2 separate regions of the Sus scrofa genome follow, and region 2 is linked to region 1. A link is a contact called in public Hi-C data. All regions are on one chromosome and are shown on one strand. Each heading gives the region's core, a stretch centred on a gene start, on an enhancer-like site or on the middle of the called end of the contact. The rest is flanking DNA. Distances are from core to core; before and after follow the strand shown. Region 1 overlaps IDE (insulin-degrading enzyme). Region 2 overlaps EXOC6 (exocyst complex component 6).

Region 1 (4,010 bases), core at 839-3,338:
TTATCTACGATTCCCAACAGGCATGTACTAAACCACTAGCTAACAGATTATAACATTCACTTTATAAATAGATACAGTCTAAACCCACTGTTAAAAGTCAAATAAACTGACAGTTTGTAAGTAACTGATTTTGCAGGGGAATAGTATAAAATGGTGAGAAGAATTCTGAATCAGGATATCAGAGGACTTTAGTACTAACCCAACTTTACCCATCAATTACGTCAAAAAACTATCTGGACAAAACGATTAACCACTCTAGGTTCTATAAAATATCAAAGTTGGGTAGGTTGATCACAAGTCTCTTCCAAGGTCTAACATTATATGATTCTGTACCATATTATGCCAAAGTCACACAAAGATTACTAATAAAGTTAAAGTCACTTAAGTGAAGTTCCATGTTATTGCCTATCTATATTTTTTATAGAGCTACATTTGCAAAAGTTTATAAAGCTATGTGTAAGACGTTCACTCAGCACCATTATAAACAATAACAAAAACCGGAAGTGACCTAAACATCTACCAGTGTGTGCATGTTATGAAACATCTGTACAATGGAATTTTATGCAGGCAGTAATGAGAGAGAAATCTTTATCTCCTGATACAAAAAACTCTCAAAGCTCTAGTAAGTGAAAAGTGCAGATTTTATTGCCATGTAGTATAATCTCATTTAATTATTTTAACAGATACAAAAATACAAGTATATTAATAAAATTCTACTTTTGGAAGTATAACAAAAAATCATCTACGGTGACTATCTCTGAGAAGAGGGCATATAGGTCATAAGATGGGATAAAGAAGAAACTGATTTCCATTTAATACTTTCTTTGTGGGATAATTTTTTTTCTGTGCACATATACTACTACTATTCTAAAGGAAATAGTAGACAAGGTTATCTTTTTATAAACAAGACAACTACTCACTTTGACTCTATCTCCTCAAAAATAGGTTATTTATAAATGGTATAAACATTCATCACTTGTTACTGTCAGGAAGCATTTGAATCAAATAAGAAATTTTCCTTGATATTCTACGACCCATTTTGAACTTCTCCATAAACTCCCTAAAAACACTTAATCATGTGAGAATTGTCCAGATAAAGTAAGAAATTCTCTTTTAGGCTTAAGCCTGTGGGCATGTGCACTTTATTTATAAAACATGTACTTTTCTTTTCCTTTATTCTTTTTAGGGCCACACCTGTGGCATGTGGAAGTTCCCAGGCTAGGGGTCAAATTGGAGCTGCAGCTGCTGACCTACACCACAGCAGCTCAGGATCCTAGCCATATCTGCGACCTACCTCGTGGCTTGCAGCAACACCAGATCCTTAATCCACTGAGCAAAACATATGTATTTTTACTTCAGTTTCTTGGAAGGACCCCAAGATGTCCAGAGCCAAATAAAAGACCAACCCATAGCTGCTTGTTATATGACAGTGAACTGAGGAATGAAGCAGATGCATTTGGAGCGAGAGACATCTGACATAAAAGACACAGAGGGGACATGCAACGGGAAACAGGTGGGTGGTCAATGATGATTCGTCCACCTGAAGTGCTGATGACAGCAAGACCCTTTAGAGGAAGGTTCTACCAAGTATGCCTTTCCTTTTTGAGTATTTCTACCCTAAAAGCACAAATTCACACTGCAGCTTTTTAAAGGTAAGGCTGCTGTTTGATAATGCACCGTCTGTCTTCACCGCTTAGCTGTGAGCTACAGAGATCAGGGAACAGAGTCCCATTCATCTTTACATCACCGGGACTTGGCAATCCTAGGGTCTCTACTTGACAGTTACCTATTTGTCAAGTGTCCAGGTAACTGGTGCTGCCACAACTAGAGGGATGGCCTCATGGGAGAACAGAGAAAAACTTTTTTGTCTCTTTGTGACAGAGATCCTTCCACATGGTTATTCTTCCTCTCCCCTCCTCCTAGAAGAAGGAGAGGATTATCCATTAATCCTCTAAGAGAGCCCACTTCCTCCGCACATCACTGTACTGTAAGGACCCCTCTTCCAGACCTGCCATCCAATCCACTGAGCTGAACATAGGTCAGTCACACTGAGAGAGGGAACTGAAACAAAGACACTCTTTGTTTCTTTTAGATCCTCCCGACTCTTCCACTAAGAACGCTGAGGGCAGGGCTCATGTCTGAGTCATTTGTTGTCACTGTTACTTGCCCAATAAGTGCTTATTGAAATGATACAGATATTTTTTGTTTGTTTGGGTTTTTGTTTTTGTTTTCTGGCTGTGTCCACGGCATGTGTAAGTTACCAGGCCAGGGACTGAACCCTCACCACGGCAGTGACCTGAGCCACGGCAGTGACAATGCCGGATCCTTAATCCACTGAGCCACCAAGGGAACACCAGCCTAGGTAGGCTTTGTTTTAGAACACAGTGAGTTAAAAACAAAATTCCCCTCCATATATTCTCCAACAAGGAGATCATTTTCAAAAGATTTTGAGTGGGGAAAAAAAAAAGGAAAGAAAGACAAAAATTTAAGGGAGTTCCTATTGTGGCTCAGTGATAACAAACCTAATATCCATGAGGATGAGCGTTCAATCCCCGGCCCCATTCAGTGGGTTAAATATCTGGTGCTGCCAATGAACCACAGTGTGGGTTGAAGATGTAGCTTGGATTTGGTGTTGCTGTGGCTGTGGCGTAGGCTGGAAGCTGCAGCTCCAATTTGATCCCTAGCTTGGGGACTTCCATACGCTGTGGGTGCAGCGTTTTTTTGGTGTTTTTTTTGTTTTTTAAAAAGCCTCTGAGTAGATGAAATATCTTATATCATTCTTCCAATACTCTGTAAAAGCCAAAATGTAAAACCCAGATTATCCAATTCTATGAGACAATTTTAAGGCTTCTTACCTCGACCCAAAACACAAATAGCCATCAAGTTGGATGAATAATAAGTAGAATGGAATTTCAGCAGCTCTTGTCTTACATCAATGCCTTCTTGGTTTGGTCTAGTCTCTAGAGTATATTTATTACCTGAGAGGAAGGAAAAACATTTCTGAGAAAAAGCAAAATAGGTGAACTTTAAAGTTGTGTAATTATTCCTGACATTACCATAAGGTAAACTTTAAAAAGAGTTCAAAGAAACACATATAATGATTAGACAAATATGCCTGATCATAACCTGGATAAACAGGACAGTACAGTACAAACTAGTAACCTCTTAGTCTACAGTTTTCCCTCAAGAACTTAAAGGGCTTTATAAGAATTATGTTTCCTAAAATTCCTATGAGATAGTCAGATTACAAGCACTTATAAGACAAAATGAGATTCACAGAGCCTCCATTCACACTTCTTTTAATTTCCAATTCCCTGTGTGCTCCATAATTAATTGAACATAGTCACTGAGGGATCTTTTTGGAACTTGCCAGGTTACTTGTGGAAAGAAATGTACTATTCTTGGCTGAAGCATTAAATCTGTGATGTGAGTTCTCATGGATTTGACCTAGACTGGTAAAAATAGGATGCAATGCTATTTTTGTAGGTCTCAAGTGATGCAAGAGTGTGCCACTATGAGATCTCTTATGAAATTAACAACTAATTCAGTCAGAATAAAATATGCATGTCTAAAGCAAACAGTCAAAGTCTCTAAGTACTACCTTTCTAATAAAGATCTTGTCATTTAAAGACTGGGAGGTGGAATTTCAATGACTGACAACTCTCTGAAAATGGCATCTTGACTAGAAATATCCTAAGATCCTAGTATAATAACTTGTATTATTGCTCCTGCTTATACTATTAAATGAGCTCCTGTCTTTGATCTGTAGAGATGAAACTATGGCAGATCACATTCTTGATGTGTTTTCTCCCCCCTTGGGTTATTATAATGGCTGATGAACTGGCAGAGTCCCTCTTTCACTAAATGAGTTATCTAGAGAGAGCCACCAGATGGCGTTCTCAGACCCAGTCTTCAGCTTTAGAGCTGCATAGTACTCTGAGCCAAGATTTATGCCCCAGAAGACTTCAATCAACTTATCTAGTGGAGTGTGCAAGAAACAGCCCAGCAAG
Region 2 (4,010 bases), core at 1,038-3,537, 320 kb after region 1:
ATAGTATTCCATTTCACTTCATATACCATAGATTGCTGTAGCTTAATAATTGCAACACAGTAGTTGAGACAGTGAGCATTTTTTTTCCCCCCGCCTGGAGTTTAGTAGGAAAGCCTTTAGTGTTTTCTCATTAAGGAAAACTCTGGCTTTTGGGCTGAGATACTTATATTATTTATATTTTATTATTCTGGGGGAAAATATTATTTAGTATTTTTAACATGAAATTGCTGAATTTTGTCAGATGTCTTTTCTGTGTCTCCATATGGAGGTGGTCATATGATTTTTATCCTTTTGCTCCATTAGTATGACTGAATTTATTAATGCATTTCCTATTTTTGAAATATTCCTGTCTTCATACAATAAATTTCATTGGGTCATGATAAATTACTCTTTTGGTGTGCTGTTAGATTCTGTTTGTGTGTACGCTTTCCAAGATTTTGTATTGATATTTGTAAGTGAGATGGTCTGTAGTTTTCTTTTTTGGTGTAGTCTTTCTCAGGTCTTCAAATCAATGTTGTGCTCACTTCATTAAATTGGAAATTTCCTTTCTTTTTCTATGCTTTGGAATGATATAATTAGTATTGATTATCATGTGATCTTTAAAGTTTTGTTAGAATTACCTTATGAAATCAATTGGGTCTGTTGACTATTTTTTTTTTTTTTTTAGAAGAGTCCCTTAACTCCTTTCTCTATTTCTCTTGTGATAAGTGGTCTGTGCTAAATTTTCTGTCTCTATAATGTAAGCTGTATTCTTTTGAAAATTATCCCTTCAAATTTATTTGAGTAGAGTTGTGCAAATATAGTTTTACATTAAAATTTCTTCTGTTTTGATGGTTTGTGATTTCATTCTTTTTTTATTCATGATTAGGTTCACTGGGTTGGTCTGATTTGTTGATTTAAAAAAAAAGATGTGTCTTGGGATTTATTCATTCCACTAATTTTCTCTTGTCTTGGGATTTATTCATTTCATTAATTCTCTGTTTTCATTAAATATAAAAGCATTCCTTTCATATTTAATGATTTATTTCTTCTGTTTCTTTTGATTTAATTTATTGTTTTTCTAGCTTTTTGTATTTTGCACTTGTTTCATTTATTTTATTGAGGTAATTATTTCATGCTATTAATGTTTCTCTAATGACTGATACAGCTGTATCTCACATATTCTGATGTTTTCCTTGCCATTTTAAAGAAATTCTGCTGTTTTATTTTAATATTTTCCCTTTGATCCAATAGTTTTTTAGTGGTGCATTTTTTAAAAAGTTTCCAGATGTAGTCTTTTTTATTTTTAAAAATTTGCTTTTAATTTTTAATTTTATTACACTTCATTTAGGTAAATCTTTTTTTTTTTTTTTTTTCTCCATTTGGTCATGCCTGTGGCATGAGAAAGTTCTGGGGCCAGGGATCAAACCCATGCTGCAGCAGTGACAGTGCCTAATTCTTAACTTCTAGGCTACCAGGGAACTCTACTGAGATTTTATTTGTGGCTTAATATATGGTTAGTTTTCTTGAGTGTTTCATGTACTCTTAGAAAGAAAGCATATTCTCTTTTATTAGGGTTCTCAGTTTTACACACAGACTCCTTATTAACCAAGTTGGTTATGTACTTTAAGGCCTCATATTGTTTTTCACCTTTCTTAAATTGAGAGGTATGTTAGTGTCCTACTTTTTAATTTGTTACAGTCTCTTCTCACATCTCTTATAGTTTCTGCTTTATAAAAGTTTGTTGCTAAAGTTTGGGGTCTATAAATATTAATGTTATATCTACATTTTGAACTATAGTTTTTAGCGTAAAGCACAAATTGTAAGTGTAGAATTCAATTAATTTTCTGTTTTATTTTCCATGGTGAATGGTGGTTTTTTTGTTTGCTTTTGTTTTTTGTTTTTGGCTGCTTTGCTGAGAAGTCAATCTTAAGTGAATTTCCCCTTGATTGTAAATGAATACTCCTGAGAAGGACTTTGGTAGCAGTATATAGATCATCTCTTAAGCTGCTAAGCAAACTGCTGCACTTTAGATCTGCTCTAGACAGTTTGATGTTTTTGTTGAATTTTCTACATTCTTCTAGGGAGGCAGTCTACATCTGCATTCATTAATCTGATTAATTGTTTAAGCTTTTCGAATTAAAATTTATTTAGCAACTTGTTATCCTTCCTAGAGGAGAAATTAAATTTATACATGTTAAGAGTTTCCATTTCTCATCTTTAGCTTTTTATCAAGTAGTGCAAAAGTCAACAGGAAGAGACATCTCCTTCGTCAGGAGTGTAAAAACAGGAAGGAGGAAGTCTATTGCAAATCTGTGTTAGCTGATTATCAGTTCAGGTTTCACCATAGAGGATGTCCATTAACGATCATCATTATGCTTTGTTGTTAACCAATTTCAGTGAGTGTTAATGTCAATATTACAGAATGTCAGTCCTAGTTATAGGAAGTAATGTTAACTAACAAACTGCACTAGACTCTTTCCTGTGCAGGGAAACAGGATATTATTAGTGAGTACAAGTCTGAGAAATTGTGCATAGAGGAAAAACAAGGCAAGTAAAATTCAACATCAGAAATGTATGGAAAGCCATCCTTTATTTTTTGACTTTGATTTATCTTGATACTTTGATAGATTGTATGATTCTTTAAGATATGATTGTTTCCTTTTTTTTAAATTAAAGTATATTAACTCTGTCATTTAAAATATTGTTTGACAGAATGTCTTCAGTTGAATTAGAGGAAACACCTGGGCATTACTTAATAAAACATTTAAGAGTGCATATGGCAAACTAGATGAAATATTTATGGGAAAAGAGTGAATATTTTGTAAACAAAAAAAATCTTAATCATTCTGTAATGAAAAAAATTGAATTCTGTGTTTATACGTTGTTAGAGTTGCTAGAAACTCTCCATTACTTGACAGCTACAAAATACCTACTTGGTTTAGATACTTAACAGTGATATTTTAGGACATTTATCCTGAATTCTTTACTTAGCTATTCAATATTGTGGAAGTTTTGAAAAAGCAAAAATGTTGTATGAAAGCTAGATGGCATTATATTATTATCGCTTATTATCCTAGAGACTTGTTTGACATGTTCGTTTCCTCAAGGGTCTATTTAATTAAACTATGACTTTATTTTTGGATTTTTTTTTATATCATGGCATAGATAGAAAGTTAGAATGAGGTTTGAGATGATCATTATTGTGGTATAACCTCTTCATTTGGGAAGACATGCTCTAATGTATTGGTCAGATAAGGTGATTTGTCAACTCCTTATAATTGTAAGGAATTTGTGTGTATGTTTGTGTATGTGTAGGTGTGTGCATACATGTGCATGTATATCTTAGTTACAGATTTTTGTTTATTTTAGTTGTAATTACTAAACCAACTTGAATGAACTTATGGAAAAAAATAGTGTACGGTTACTGGGTATCTCACAGCAATCCTACTTCTCAAAAGACTAGAAGAAAGAAAGAAGTGATAGTATTTCTTTCCATTTCTCCATGTTTCTCTCTGTCTTCTTCGTTCTCTGAAGTCTGGCTTTCTCTCCTTCTCTCTGTACTTGAGGAGGATGACCACCTACAGCTTCCATATGTCAGTCAAGCGCATACAGATGGCTGTGTCTGAATTCCAGTTCAAAATTCCTGAAAGAGCTGTCTAACTGAACTATCTTGAATCAGTTGTACGCTTCTGGTGCAAAGTACTGTTGGTCAGAAGAGGCCATATTGCTTGTCCAGCCTTGTGAATGGTCAGTGGTTCTTAGAGACAAAGAATATATTGTAGTTGTGTTTGTACAGTTTTCTGGGGCGAAGATTTATGACTTTTATTAAAATCACAGAGAATAGTCTTGCCACTCCTTGGCTTGGGCACAAGTCAAGTAAAGATTAACTACTCTTAAGAGTTCTGTTAGAATTCTCACTACTTACAACAGATATCCTTCATATCGGTTAAACTGCTTGTCTCTTTTACAGTGCTGTGTTCTTTCCTGGCTGTGTTTACCATGATTGAATTTTCTCCTCCTCTATCTAC

Evidence for each region. Hi-C and Micro-C count contacts between places; a contact is called where the count stands out from the background.
Region 2: a contact with region 1 is called in a Hi-C map of alveolar macrophages, with 6 times the contacts expected there. The contact joins two enhancer-like sites. A contact is called at or near these places in 1 of 5 promoter capture datasets (liver), 14 of 47 Hi-C or Micro-C datasets (alveolar macrophages, embryonic fibroblasts, epiblast stem cells and 7 more) and 1 of 2 datasets of contacts at active chromatin or transcription factors (alveolar macrophages).

What each region holds. Positions count from the first base shown.
Region 1 is chr14:104,042,928-104,046,937 of Sscrofa11.1, forward strand. It overlaps IDE (insulin-degrading enzyme), which reads right to left. Exons shown (of 25, transcript XM_001925381.7): 5 at 2,856-2,978. Among named protein-coding and RNA genes, the nearest start is that of IDE, 62 kb to the right of the region's middle. Within about 2 kb of position 2,089, at least 3 of the 83 cell types and tissues checked have an H3K27ac peak or open chromatin away from gene starts, as enhancers often do. A contact at or near this core is called in alveolar macrophages, where this site is marked.
Region 2 is chr14:104,365,819-104,369,828 of Sscrofa11.1, forward strand. All of the region lies in intron 1 of EXOC6 (exocyst complex component 6), which reads left to right. Among named protein-coding and RNA genes, the nearest start is that of EXOC6, 41 kb to the left of the region's middle. Within about 2 kb of position 2,288, at least 11 of the 83 cell types and tissues checked have an H3K27ac peak or open chromatin away from gene starts, as enhancers often do. A contact at or near this core is called in alveolar macrophages, where this site is marked.